Regions from separate parts of the Mus musculus genome. Here all the other regions are linked to region 1. Evidence: chromatin contacts called from public HiChIP or PLAC-seq data. All regions are on one chromosome and are shown on one strand. Each heading gives the region's core, a stretch centred on a gene start, on an enhancer-like site or on the middle of the called end of the contact. The rest is flanking DNA. Distances are from core to core; before and after follow the strand shown.

Region 1 (4,190 bases), core at 1,068-3,567:
AGACCGGTACATCCTGGAGACTTGCTGCTGGCTATTCAGTGTATTGAAAATTATGAACTCCAGGTTCACGGAGACACCATCTCTCAAAGAGGCCTTTACATGCACAGGGGAGCTCACTCTTTCGCATGCCTATGCGCACACACACACACACACACACACACACACACACACAAGAGCATTTGGGGAGAAATTATAAAGTTACCTTTATAAAACCAATGACATGATGAACACAATTTTTTTTTGGGTAGGCCTGGATATCCTGGAACTCACTCTGTAGACCAGGCTGGCCTCGAACTCAGAAATTCGCCTGCCTCTGCCTCCCAAGTGCTGGGATTAAAGGCGTGCGCCACTATGCCCAGCTCTGAACACTAAATTTAATTGAGATCACAGTTGCCTCAAGCTGGGGAGGTGGCGGCAGAGGAAGGGACCCTATTTAAGGTGGGGGGGGGGAGGGTCAGAGATGACTCTAACTCTTGTTTCAAAGGTTGACTCCAAAGACAGTCCTTCATATCACTCTGTAATAACAAAATATATTCATATGATATGTGCACATATTTACATGTCATATTCATTATATTGTAAGTATCCAATAATGTATACATTCTAATTTTTAAAAGAATTTTATAGGGCTGGAGAGATATTCCACCACTTAAGAGCACTGGCCTCTCCTCCTCTCCTCTCCCCTCTCCTCTCTTCTCTTCTCTGAGCTCAATTCCCAGCATCCACATAGCAGCTCACAACTGTCTATAACTCCTGCTCCAGGGGATCCATCTGATCTCCTCTTCTGGCCTCCACAAAAGAGGCACCAGGCACACATGTGGCACAGGGATGTGTGTAGGCAAAGCACCCGTACACACCAAATAAAAATAAATCTTGAAAAAATTGTATGTATATGTGTCCGTGTGTGTGCACACATGATTGGGTGTATATGTGTCTGTGTGTGTGCACACATGATTGGGTGTATATGTGTCTGTGTGTGTGCACACATGATTGGGTGTATATGTGTCTGTGTGTGTGCACACATGATTGGGTGTATATGTGACTGTGTGTGTGCACACATGATTGGGTGTATATGTATCTGTGTGTGCACATATGATTGGGTGTATATGTATTTGTGTGTGCACACATGATTGGGTGTACATGTGCTCCTGACTGCGGAGCATCTCTCCACACCCAGTTGAAAGCAGGAGCTGGAGAGATGGCCAGCAGTTGAGAGCACTTACCATTCTTCCAGAGGACCTGGGTTCAGTTCCCAGCATGACTCAGCAGCTCTTAAGCATCTGTAACTCCTGACCTCTTCTGGGCTCCAATGACCCTGCACATAGGTGCTGTGCTTATGTGCAAGCAAAATACTCACACACATACACTACAAATAAATCCTAAATCAGTGTTTAAAGCAACATGGGGTAGGAGGAGCCTGGGCTACATAGGAAGACCTTTCAATGTGTCCCCTTAAGAGCAACTTCAGTTGACAAAATGAATTGTCACCTGGAAAAGATTAATTGTGTCTCATCCAAAGAATTCCTCCTTATGACACTCCATTGGCCCCTTGCTGCCGGTGGTCTAGGCCCATGTGTCAGTCACACAGGGCTCTGCAAGCCAGTACCTGCCAAAGGACTAGATTTGATTTTCCTCAGATGTCATGCGGAGAATCCATGACCCTGCTCACACAACCTCCCTCTGCCTCCCTGCCTCTGCCTGTTTCCGTGCCAGCATGTCCTCCTGGTGAGCCTAGAGGATGCTCATGGGCTCAACTCCAGCTTCAGCCTTCCAGAGCCCAACCTCAAGACCTGACAGCAGACAGCTTGGAGAGCAGCTGAGGAGCCAGGCTCTGCTGGGCTGAAAGCATCCTCTGTAGGCTGGGATCTCCTGACATACAACGGCCTCTTCTCCTACCTGGATACTTCCGATTAGCACAAAGGGATCCTGACCATCTCCTGTGTGGACCAGCTGGGTCCTCTGCAGTCTCTGAGCTCCAATCAGCCTTTCAGTCTCCCTAGGAAACAGGGTGCCAGAGAGCTGGTGACTGGCCACAGTGACTGTTTGAAGCTCACCCACCAAGGGGCTAACCTGCAGATGCCCCCTGACTAACCCTGTTTCCCTTGGGCAGGTCACAGACCCTGCAACAGAAGGAGCACATACCCACACCCCCCAACACACACACAATGACTACAATGTTGAGTCTAAACAGGATGAAACTTTGGCCTCTGTCACTATTTATTTTTTTATGTTTTTAATTAAATCTCTGGGGTCACTGACACCCTGGAGCCAGAGAAATGCAACCCTGAAGCTAGCTTGTTAATGATACACCATCTGTCTGTTCACACGGGGCGGTCACATGATCTTTGCTCTGCAGAACATCCTGTCTCACTGGCCTAAACCGGTTTGTGGGTGAAATGCTTGGGAGAAATGCCAGACACTCTCTCTCTCTCAATCTCCCTCTCTCTCAATCCTCTCTCTCTCTCTCTCTCCCCATCCTACAATGAGCAGTCAGGAAAAAAAAAGAAATCAGCTCTTAGTATCAACTCTGTTCCCTTTGTGCCAACCGTGGGTAGCACGACATCACCCTCTTTGCGCTGTAGGAGTCTAGTGGAGTCACCTGGCTTCTGGTGGCACCCTCGGAGAAGGGAAGAGATAAAAAGGCGGCACAGTGCAATCAAAGAGGAGACTTCAGTCAAAGAACACGCACAGTGTCCTCAGCATCCAACTAAGGCTCTGAGGGACCCTGGAACCCCAACCAGGGTAGAAGGGGACAGAGCCAGGAGCCCTCTGACTTTGACAATGAGAGGGCGTATGACTCATTTTTACCCATAATACTCTGATCATTGACTTGGGCCCGAGATTAGATAAAACCACTTAAGACTGTTTTCCCGATGGTGGTTTTTAGACCTGCAGCTTTTAGCTATTAAAAATGTCTCAGGAGCCGGGCCTGGTGGCGCATGCCTTTAATCCCAGCACTCGGGAGGCAGAGGCAGGAGGGTTTCTGAGTTCGAGGCCAGCCTGGTCTACAAAGTGAGTTCCAGGACAGCCAGGGCTATACAGAGAAACCATGTCTCGAAAAACAAAACAAAACAAAACAAACAAACAAACAAAAAAAACCAACAAAAAAAATGTCTCAGGAAGGAAAAGTCCACAAAGGTCCTGTAAGCGCCGGCCCTCCTGTGCCCACCATCATCCCCAGGGCAGTGGGAATCAACCTGAAGGACTTGACTCTTGGAGGACAGAAGATGAGCAGCTGTAAACTACGCTTTATGAACTCCCCTGGACTTGGGCACTCCAAAACCGCTGGGACACGTTAGATGATCGCATGCCTGCAGAACTACCCTCAGTTACCATGTCAGAGCAGGTGGCAAGCCACCACAACATGGGAGTTTGTCCTGGAGTACCCTCCTGGGCAGGTGACTGCAGCTGCAGAGGAGGTAGTGGGTAGGGAGCAAGAAGTTGTATCAGATAGGTGCCTAGCACCCAAGGTCTAACATGTGGAAATCTGGGTGATGAAGGCCCTGGCTGCTGACAAAAGCAGATAGTGCCCCCGCCCCCAACACATCTTGCATCTTTTCTTTTGACAGTAGTTGCTACCACCCTTCTCTGCAGGCAGATGTCACTTTCTGTGTCACTAGGGATGGGATGGTCTATTCTTTTGTTGTTATTATTGTTTTGTTTTGTTTCTTCTAGACAGGGTTTCTCTGTATAGCTCTGGCTGTCCTGGAACTCACTTTGTAGACCAGGCTGGCCTCGAACTTAGAAATCCACCTGCCTCTGTTTCCCAAGTGCTGGGATTAAAGGCATGCATCACCACTGCCCGGCTTGGTCTATTCTTTTTTCCTGATAATTCCACTTTTTCCTTAGAGGCCCTTGTGTGTGTGTGTGTGTGTGTGTGAGAGAGAGAGAGAGAGAGAGAGAGACAGAGACAGAGACAGAGACAGAGACAGAGACAGAGAGACAGAGAGAGAGAGACAGAGAGAGAGAGAGACAGAGAGACAGAGAGAAAGAGACAGAGAAACAGAGACACAGAGAGAGAGAGACAGGAAAAGGAGGCAGACAGATGGAAGGAGAGAGACAGAGACAGAGAGGAGAGAGACAGAGAGAGGAAAAGAAAAACAGATGGAAAGAGAGAGTGAAACACAGAGACAGAAAGACAGAGAAAATAGAGAGACAGAGACAGGAGAGAGAGACAAAGAGAGGAGAGA
Region 2 (4,190 bases), core at 630-3,129, 230 kb after region 1:
ATGGCCTCTGCATCAGCTCCTGCTTCCTGACCTGCTTGAGTTCCAGTCCTGACTTCCTTTGGTGATAAAGAGCAGTGTGCAAAGTATAAGCTGAATAAGCCCTTTCCTCCCCAACTGCTTCTTGGTCATGATGTTTGTGCAGGAATAGAAACCCTGACTAAGACAAATTGGTACCAGAAGTGGGGTATTCCTGTGACAACCTGACCATCTTTTGGGGAGGATTGTGGAAGGACTTTGGAACTTTGGGCTAGCAGGTCCATTCAGTGTTAAGAGCTCTGTGGGATGTTGTGTAGGAGCTTGGAAGATAATGTTTCCAACAGTGCAGAAGATGGAGGCCTGGCTTGTGAAGTTTCAAAGGGAAGATTAAAGACTCTTTTCAGGACCATTGCTATTTTGATTGTGAAGATTCAGTGGTTCTGGTTAGCTGGGGCTGAAGAATCAGCTGTGATTAACAAGATACCAGAACTAGTAAAGTGAAACCTTTGCATTACTGGGACTATTGATGCTGGTTAGCTGGAGCTAAGAAATTAGCTGTGATTAAAAAGAGACCAGCATCATTGAGGTGACATCTTCTGGGAAATGTTTTCTGAAAGCACAAAGAGGCTGTGTTCCAGAGATAGCCAAGGTTTTAATTCGTGCTGCAGCAGGACTTGGTAATGTGAAAGAGTCACCCAGGTGGTACTGGTTTTGAAGGCACGAAGGGGTCATGAAGAGTGGCTGAGGCTTGGCACTGTGAGAGGCCATGGAAGGCCATTGGTGAAGGTGCAGCTTCAGTTGGAATTGATGGCCCAAGACTGAAGGGGTCATGCAGTGTATTGAAGATGCCAGTACCATGAGATGACCACCAAGAACAGCAGCAGCAATGGAGTACAGGCAGCTGGAGCCTAGAAGACAAAGTGTGTGCTACAAAGGACAGGGCTGGAGAAGTGACCCAAGCCCTTGGAGGAGCCCAGAAGATCGTGAGTTGGATCCTAGACATTGGGCAGTTGGCATTTAATTTTTGCTCTTGATTGTGACTGTGTCCTGATGGTTTTTCCTCTCGAAGGAAGTATTTTAGTGGAGCCCACAGTTAAGAGACTTTTAATTGTAAAAATTTTAAGAATTTGCAAAGACTGTGGGACTTTTAAAGTTATTTAGACCTTGGGGATGAATAAGAATGTAAGGGTTGAGGCTTACTAATGATGTGTTTGTGTGTCAAGTTGACAAGGGGCCAATTGTACTGGCTAGTTTTGTGTCAACTTGACACAAGCTGGAGTTATCACAGAGAAAGGAGCCTCCCTTGAGGAAATGCCTCCATGAGATCCAGCTGTAAGGCATTTCCTCAGTTAGTAATCTAGGGGGAAAGGCCCCTTGTGGGTGTGACCATCCCTGGGCTGGTAGTCTCAGGTTCTATAAGAGAGCAGGCTGAGTAAGCCAGGGGAAGCAAGCCAGTAAGAAACATCCCTCCATGGCCTCTGCATCAGCTCCTACTTCCTGACCTGCTTGAGTTCCAGTCCTGACTTTCTTTGGTGATAAACAGCAATGTGCAAAGTATAAGCTGAATAAACCCATTCCTCCCCAACTGCTTCTTGGTCATGGTGTTTGTGCAGGAATAGAAACCCTGACTAAGACAATGCCTTACAGATGGATCTCATGGAGGCATCTCTTCAAAGGAGGCTCCTTTCTCTGTGATAACTCAGCTTGTGTCAAGTTGACACTCAAAATCATATGTGAGGTCTACCCTTCTATCAAGATTTTGGTTTGTTTGAGACAAGGTCACCAGGGTGGCTCCTGCAGAAGGCAGAGATCATGCCATAGGGATGAGGCCCAGACACAGCAGGATGGAAGTGAGGCTGCTGGCATCTTCTGGTACAAACCAGGATGCCAACCGTGCTCCGGAATGAGCAAGAGCCATGACTCACCGGTGACACGTCAGAGGCTGAGCCCAAACGTGGGTGCAGCACATTTGGAGAGTCAGGGCAAGTGGGGCAGGAGGGCAACAGAACCATCTTGGAGCTGTGCCAATTACCGGCTTTGGCATCCGTGGGGTGGGTAAACTGAGGCAGGCAGGCAAGGGGTCAGTGCTAAGAGCAGATGCCAGAACTAGTCTAGAAACTGACGGGGGCTGCTCCCTATGGCAGCCAGCAGTTAGAGAAATTACTCAGCAGACTTTTCTCTGAGGGAACAAAGCTTGATTCACTGAGCTGGCACTCCCTGTGGTCAGTGAGAGACTCTGAACTTTTTTCTTTTTTTCTTTCTTTCTTTCCTTTTTTTTTGTTTTTTTGTTTTGTTTTGTTTTTTGGTTTTTCAAGACAGGGTTTCTCTGTGTAGCCCTGACTGTCCTGGAACTCACTCTGTAGACCAGGCTGGCCTTGAACTCAAAAATCCACCTGCCTCTGCCTCCCAAGTGCTGGGATTAAAGGCCTGTGCCACCACTGCCCAGCTTAGACTCTGAATTCTTTTAACTGCTTGAGGTCTTTGAGAAAGAGAAGGAAAGAGAGAAAATTCATACCACACATGCACATAATACACACTGAGTAAATGAAACAAAAGGCAGAATAACTTCATATGTACAAATTCATACATGCATGCATACATACATACACATATTCACACATAGAATGGATGGAGCAAAGGTCCAACAAGCAAATTCCAAGCATTTCACAATACACATATGTACATACAGACATACACACAGTTGGTTGATGGGAGCAAGCTCCAGTATGCACCCAAACAAGCTTTACACACACACACACACACACACACACACACACACACACACACACACACACCTGATGGATGAAACAGAATTCCAGTACATTCCCACACAAACTTTACACAAATACTTACACATACATGTATACATATAGACTTGGAGGGTAGAAGGAACGAAGTTCCAACATACTCCCACACAAACTTTGCATATATACATACATACACATACATGTATACACACATACATATAGTTGATGGATGGAAGGAACAATGTTCCAACAACTTTATTCTGTCTCCCACGGTTTATACATCGCAACGAAACCTGCCAAGCAGTATAAAGTTACAATGTGATTGTGTTCTATTTTTCTTCTAGTGAATGACTATGAAAAAAACCAGTGTGTTCTTCAATACTTTTACAAGAAATAACATTATGTACTACAGGTTAAGAAAACAAATTATTGCCCAGAACCCACATACATTCATAACCAAGGAACTTGTAAGAGATTAACAATCTGTGAGCAGGTGAGGTAATTTTCTCAGCCAGTTTCTATTACTGGCAGGTTACAAAGAAAGGATCAATTATTTTTATTATTTATCTTTAAAAGTAATCTTATAAAAATCTTAAAAGAATCACAAATGTAAGCTTTTACATAAAAATCAATCACATGTATTTTAAATCTTCAGAATACATATCTACTCGTCAGCAATTCTTACTAAATCACATCAGGAAGCTGAGGGCAAAATGGGCACAAGAAATCAATTGTCACCGGTCCAGCCTCAGTGAGAGTCACGCCAGCCAGTGCTGCCATTGTTCTTGTTCCCTGATCATAAAGGTCCTAGCTTAACTAATAAGAACGTGCATTTCTGAACTTCAAATTGCCCCCTAAGGTTTTCTACATCAGAAGCAGTAGCAAAAACATCTTAGCCTAGCTTCATTAACAACTTTACTTTTCCAAATGTTTTCTAAGGGTGGTGGTTAGAGTTGACAATCTACACCTCTAAGTTCTTTCCAAGGGTGGTGATTGAATCATTAATCTGCTCCAGCAGCAATGCCAGGAAGAGGTCAAGCAGTTGTGAGTGCCAGAGAGACTGCCCAGTGAGGGGCTGGAAGGCCCTTAGAGTTTTCACACGGTTCTCAGCTTAAGAGGGAAGTGAGAGCAGAGCAAACTCCATAACAGCATGAATCTCTCAGGACACACAGTTCTCAACCTTTACACTGCAACCCTGAAGTGGCTTCATTTTAAAAGAATGATCACTGACCTAAGTTCACTTCTAATGGGTTTTAAATTCTAGGTGTGTGTATGTGTGTGTCTATGTATGTGTCTGTATGTGTATGTCTGTCTATATGTGTATGTGGGCATGAATGTATATATGTGTGTGTGTATGTCTATGTGTTTCTGTGTGTGTATGTGTGTATATGTATGTATGTATGTATGTATGTATATGTGTGTATATATGTGTATGTGGGTATGCATGTATATGTGTGTGCGTATGTC
Region 3 (4,190 bases), core at 972-3,471, 170 kb before region 1:
TATTTTACACACACACACACACACACACACCTACCACGTCTATAGGAGGGTTTTTTTGTTTTGGGTTTTTTTGTTTTTTTTGTCTGTTTAGTTGGTTGGTTTTGGTTTTATTGGGGGGGGGTTGTTTTGTTTGAGACACATTTCTCATTTCTCTGTGTAACTCTGACTGTCCTGGAACTCACTCTGTAGATCAGACTGGCCTCAAGCTAACCAAGATCCTACTGACTGCTGGGATTAAATATATGTGCCACCACTGCCTAACTAATAAAGATAATTTTTTTAAAAATGCTTTAAAGAAAAAAAAAATGAAAAGGCTAAAGTACTGTTTAACTGTTGCTGCAATGGACTGCTGTTGTCTCTGCCACTCATGCTGTGGGCTTCAGGCAGGTTACTGGACACTTTTGTTTTTTGATTCCTGTGAAACCATGTGATAACTCCAAGTTCTTAGACCATGAGTGAAAATTTAAATGAGGTGATATCTATAAAGAGTATATAAAAATATTTTCCCAATCTATTATATTCTGTTGAAAACAAGTCTTTGTGTGCACATATGTGTGCTTGCTAGGGATCAGACCCTGGTCGTCATCATGCTAGAAAAGTGTTTCCCGCTGAGCTCTGCACCGTTGCCGCCACACCATGCACACAGTGGTTCTGCTCTGGAGCTGTTCTCCCCGTCACCTGTCCTTGCTCTTGAGTTACTCGGGAAAGGTGGAGGAGAGCCTACAGGAGTCCCTGGGTGGGAGCAGGTCTCCTTACCTTTGGAGGCTCCTGTAGGAGTCCCATTCCTCCCATTCACTACAGGCCTTTATGTCTGATAAAAGTGCCTGTGCAACGGACATCAGCTTTCCTAACACTTGGTTTCTGGAGTTTGTTATACAGGGGCTAGGTCTGGCTTTCCTCTGAATGCTGCTGCCCACTGAAGTGGGAATAGTGGCTGTGATTAGGAAAACCAACTGTTTATAGAGGGTTAGTTGAGTGGGTATTACGTGTTAACCTCATGGCACCCGAGAGAATAACAAGTCAGATCCTTTTAGAATTACATCTGTGCAGATACCCAGTTCTTCCTTCCTTTTTCCCCATTTGCCTTTCTTTAACATATGTATAAAATATGGTTAGTAGATTAAAATACTAGGAGTGAGCAGTGTCTCAGAATGATTGAGGCTGCCCACTGCAGATCTCTCAACTGTTTACACAGAGGTCTGGGTGTTAGTGCATCGATGTAAACACTGCCAAGTGTCCTGCACTTCTGAGAAGACAGGGCTAGCTCCTCTCCCAGATGTTCTGGAATTTGCTGTCCTCCAAGCCAGGTCTCTCATTCTAAGTGCTGTCACTCTGCTGTTGGGTAGATGAGTTACATGGCCCCTGACCTTGTATGTTAAAAATAAACAGGCCTAATAGACTTAGATCCTGATCACCCACAGGGAACCTATCTTATAATACAGATCCCAAAATAACTCATTTCTCACATACATGGCCATTTCTTATAAAATCTCAGGATGACTATACTCAAAACATAAGGATGGTCTCTCTTCATCTTGCAAACATGGCTGCTTTATATGAATGGAAGAGTGGCTCCTGGGAGATTGTCCTCTGAAGGCTTTGTGTACAGCTCTGTCTGCTGTTGCCAGCAGTGGAATGTGGACAGGAGCACCACCCTCACCGATAGGGAGCAGTGGCTCCTGCTCAGATGCAGTGCAGATTAGCAAGAAGACAGTTTGATTTGGCCCAGCTCTGTAGGAGAGAGGAGCCTGTGGGGAGGGAAGGCACGAAAGCACTTGTCCTGGACATCTTAGCTGCCCTTCTCTTAGTTTCCAACAACTACCTCAGGAAAGATTGTACTCTGGTTATTTGTAAGTGCAGGTGGTCGTGTCCGAGTGTTCTCATCAGATCGCATTCTCACTCCAGTCTCGGTGCCATGGGTGAAGAAGGCAAAGAGGAGACAGTTGTGAAACAGAACCATGAGGGATGAGCTTGTGCTCTGCAGGTTGCGTTTCAATGCAGGCGGATCTGGCTCGCATCGCAGGCTTTGGGTTTCCCAGAGAAGGTACAGTTAGTCTTTATTAAGTTTTTGTGATGGGGTGGGAAATTTTGGAGTTTTAATATGCTAGATAGCAGGGAAATCAGTCATGTTTCTGGGGGCAAATTCTATAGATGATTTGCAGACTAGCTCTGTGAGAACTACATCTCTAGGCAGAATGACCTGTGTCAGCATGTTCTCCCAGATGGAAGAATGAGTCATCAAAGTTCTGTTAGCATTAAGAGATTAAGAATTACTCCAGTGTTCAGCATGAAGTTTTATTTAATTTCCGATATAACCTTAGGTAAACAATGCTTAATCTTACATAAGAAAGCGTGGGCTTGTAGTCTGGGTTGCTACTCTGAGAACAGGCAGCTGTAGGACAGCTACGGAGTAACACTGAGGAGTTCTCTGCTCTTCACTGTGTCCCTCCAGTGCAGGTACTGACTGTCTTAATTGCTCACAACACAGTGGGCAGTGCAGGCTCTCGGGTTCCTTGTCCCTGCCTGTTGAGCCAAGATGGCTATTTTGTTGTTAAAATGGAGGTTTAAGTAAAATTGAGGTTGTTCAGTAATGTTTGGGAACTACTTACACAGCCTCAAAATCCTAACACTCCAAGGTATATTCTATTCTATTCTTTTCTCACATTTATGTATGCATGTGAATGCCTGCATGCATCTCTGTGCACTATGTGTAGGCAGTGATGGTAGAGGTCAAAAGAGGGAGTCAGAGCCTCTGGGACTGGAATTACTTGGAGGTGTGAGCCACCTTGCAGGTGCTGGAAATTAAACTTGAATCTTCCAGAAGAGCGGCCAGTGCTTATAATTACTGAATCTTTTATTGTTGTTGTTGTTTTGAGATAAGTTTCTCTGTGTAAAACTAGCTGTCTTGACACTTTCTCTGTAGTAGACAAGGCTTGCATTTGAATTTGAGTAACAGATGGTTGTGAGCAGCCTTTTGGATCTGGGTATTGAATCTTGGGTCCTCTAGAAGAAGAGCAGCCAGTGCTTTTAACCACTGAAAGACCTCTTTGACCCAATCATAGAACTAATCAATCAATTAATTCCTTTCCAAGATTTAGTTAGTTAGTTTATATGAGTACACTGTTGCTGTCTTCAAACACTTAAGAAGAAGCCATCGGGTCCCATTACAGATGGTTGTGAGCCACCATGTGGTTGCTGGGAATTGAACTCAGGACATTCAGAAGAGCAGTCAGTGCTCTTACCCACTGAGCCATTTCTCCAGCCCCATAGAGTTTCTTAATATAAAGCTTCCCCCCCCCCCCTCCAACTCTCACTCCATTTTCTTTTCTTAGAAGTACAGTTGTGGTCTGGAAAGATGGCTGGTGGTCAAAACCTCTTGATGCCCTTCAAGAGGACCTAATTTCAGTGCCTAGCACCCATGTGGGGCAGCTCACAACCACCTATAACTCTGGCTCAAAGGTCTGACTTCTTATGGTCTCTGAAGGTGCTCCGGAACACACAAGTAAAATTAAGTACGGAAAGAGAAAGAAACCCAGTTGTAACACCTTATTTTATATTTTAAAGATCTTATTCACTAGGTGGTGGTGGTATACACCTTTAATCCTAGCACTTTAGGAGACAGATGTCTGTCTCAAAGACTAAAACACAAACAAACAAAAATCTTCAAATGTAGCTTTCTTTACTGGCACAGCCAGCCTGGGAAGAAATGTGAGTAGATGTGAGGGATTAGTCAGCAGGCAAAATGGAGAGCATTTAAGCTCTGACCACTGTACTCTGCACAGCTCATCTCTAGGTGCTGCCTGATGTCTCCCAGCAAGTGTGCTGTGGTGCTGAGGGCTGTCTGCCTCAATGTAGTCACAGCCTGGGGCTGTTTGTTATTTGAGTTTTTGTTTTTGTTTGGTTGAGTCAGGGTTTTTATAGCAGAGACTGGCCTTGAACTAGAGATTGTCTTGCTTCTGGAGTCCTGGGATTGCAGGTGTAGGGCGCCATGCCAGCAGGCACTGTTTTAACTAAAGTAATCTAAGAGGGTGTGGCTGTTTCCCTTGTGTGAATGCAGCAGGTGTGTGATTTTCATGGAGGAAACTTGGTGCCAGTGTTGGAAAGAAAAGGCGGGTTTTTTAAAGCTGAGGTCTTCGCCCTTTGCTGTTTATAGTGTGTGTCCTACACCTGCTTGTGAAGTTATCCTACAC

Evidence for each region. HiChIP or PLAC-seq counts read pairs in DNA pulled down with a chosen protein or histone mark.
Region 2: a FOXA1 HiChIP or PLAC-seq map of pancreatic cancer cells shows a contact between it and region 1. The contact joins two enhancer-like sites. A contact is called at or near these places in 2 of 484 Hi-C or Micro-C datasets (CD8 T cells and embryonic stem cells) and 2 of 115 datasets of contacts at active chromatin or transcription factors (differentiating embryonic stem cells and pancreatic cancer cells).
Region 3: a contact with region 1 is called in a FOXA1 HiChIP or PLAC-seq map of pancreatic cancer cells. The contact joins two enhancer-like sites. A contact is called at or near these places in 2 of 115 datasets of contacts at active chromatin or transcription factors (microglia and pancreatic cancer cells) and 1 of 9 other capture datasets (pancreatic islet).

Annotation. Positions count from the first base shown.
Region 1 is chr4:150,743,929-150,748,118 of GRCm38.p6, forward strand. No RefSeq gene overlaps it. Among named protein-coding and RNA genes, the nearest start is that of Gm36600, 41 kb to the left of the region's middle. Within about 2 kb of position 2,318, at least 125 of the 459 cell types and tissues checked have an H3K27ac peak or open chromatin away from gene starts, as enhancers often do. A contact at or near this core is called in pancreatic cancer cells, where this site is marked.
Region 2 is chr4:150,971,537-150,975,726 of GRCm38.p6, forward strand. All of the region lies in intron 1 of Gm30120 (a long non-coding RNA gene), which reads right to left. Among named protein-coding and RNA genes, the nearest start is that of Gm30120, 7.3 kb to the right of the region's middle. Within about 2 kb of position 1,880, at least 42 of the 459 cell types and tissues checked have an H3K27ac peak or open chromatin away from gene starts, as enhancers often do. A contact at or near this core is called in pancreatic cancer cells, where this site is marked.
Region 3 is chr4:150,574,245-150,578,434 of GRCm38.p6, forward strand. All of the region lies in intron 12 of Rere (arginine glutamic acid dipeptide (RE) repeats), which reads left to right. Among named protein-coding and RNA genes, the nearest start is that of Slc45a1, 76 kb to the right of the region's middle. Within about 2 kb of position 2,222, at least 37 of the 459 cell types and tissues checked have an H3K27ac peak or open chromatin away from gene starts, as enhancers often do. A contact at or near this core is called in pancreatic cancer cells, where this site is marked.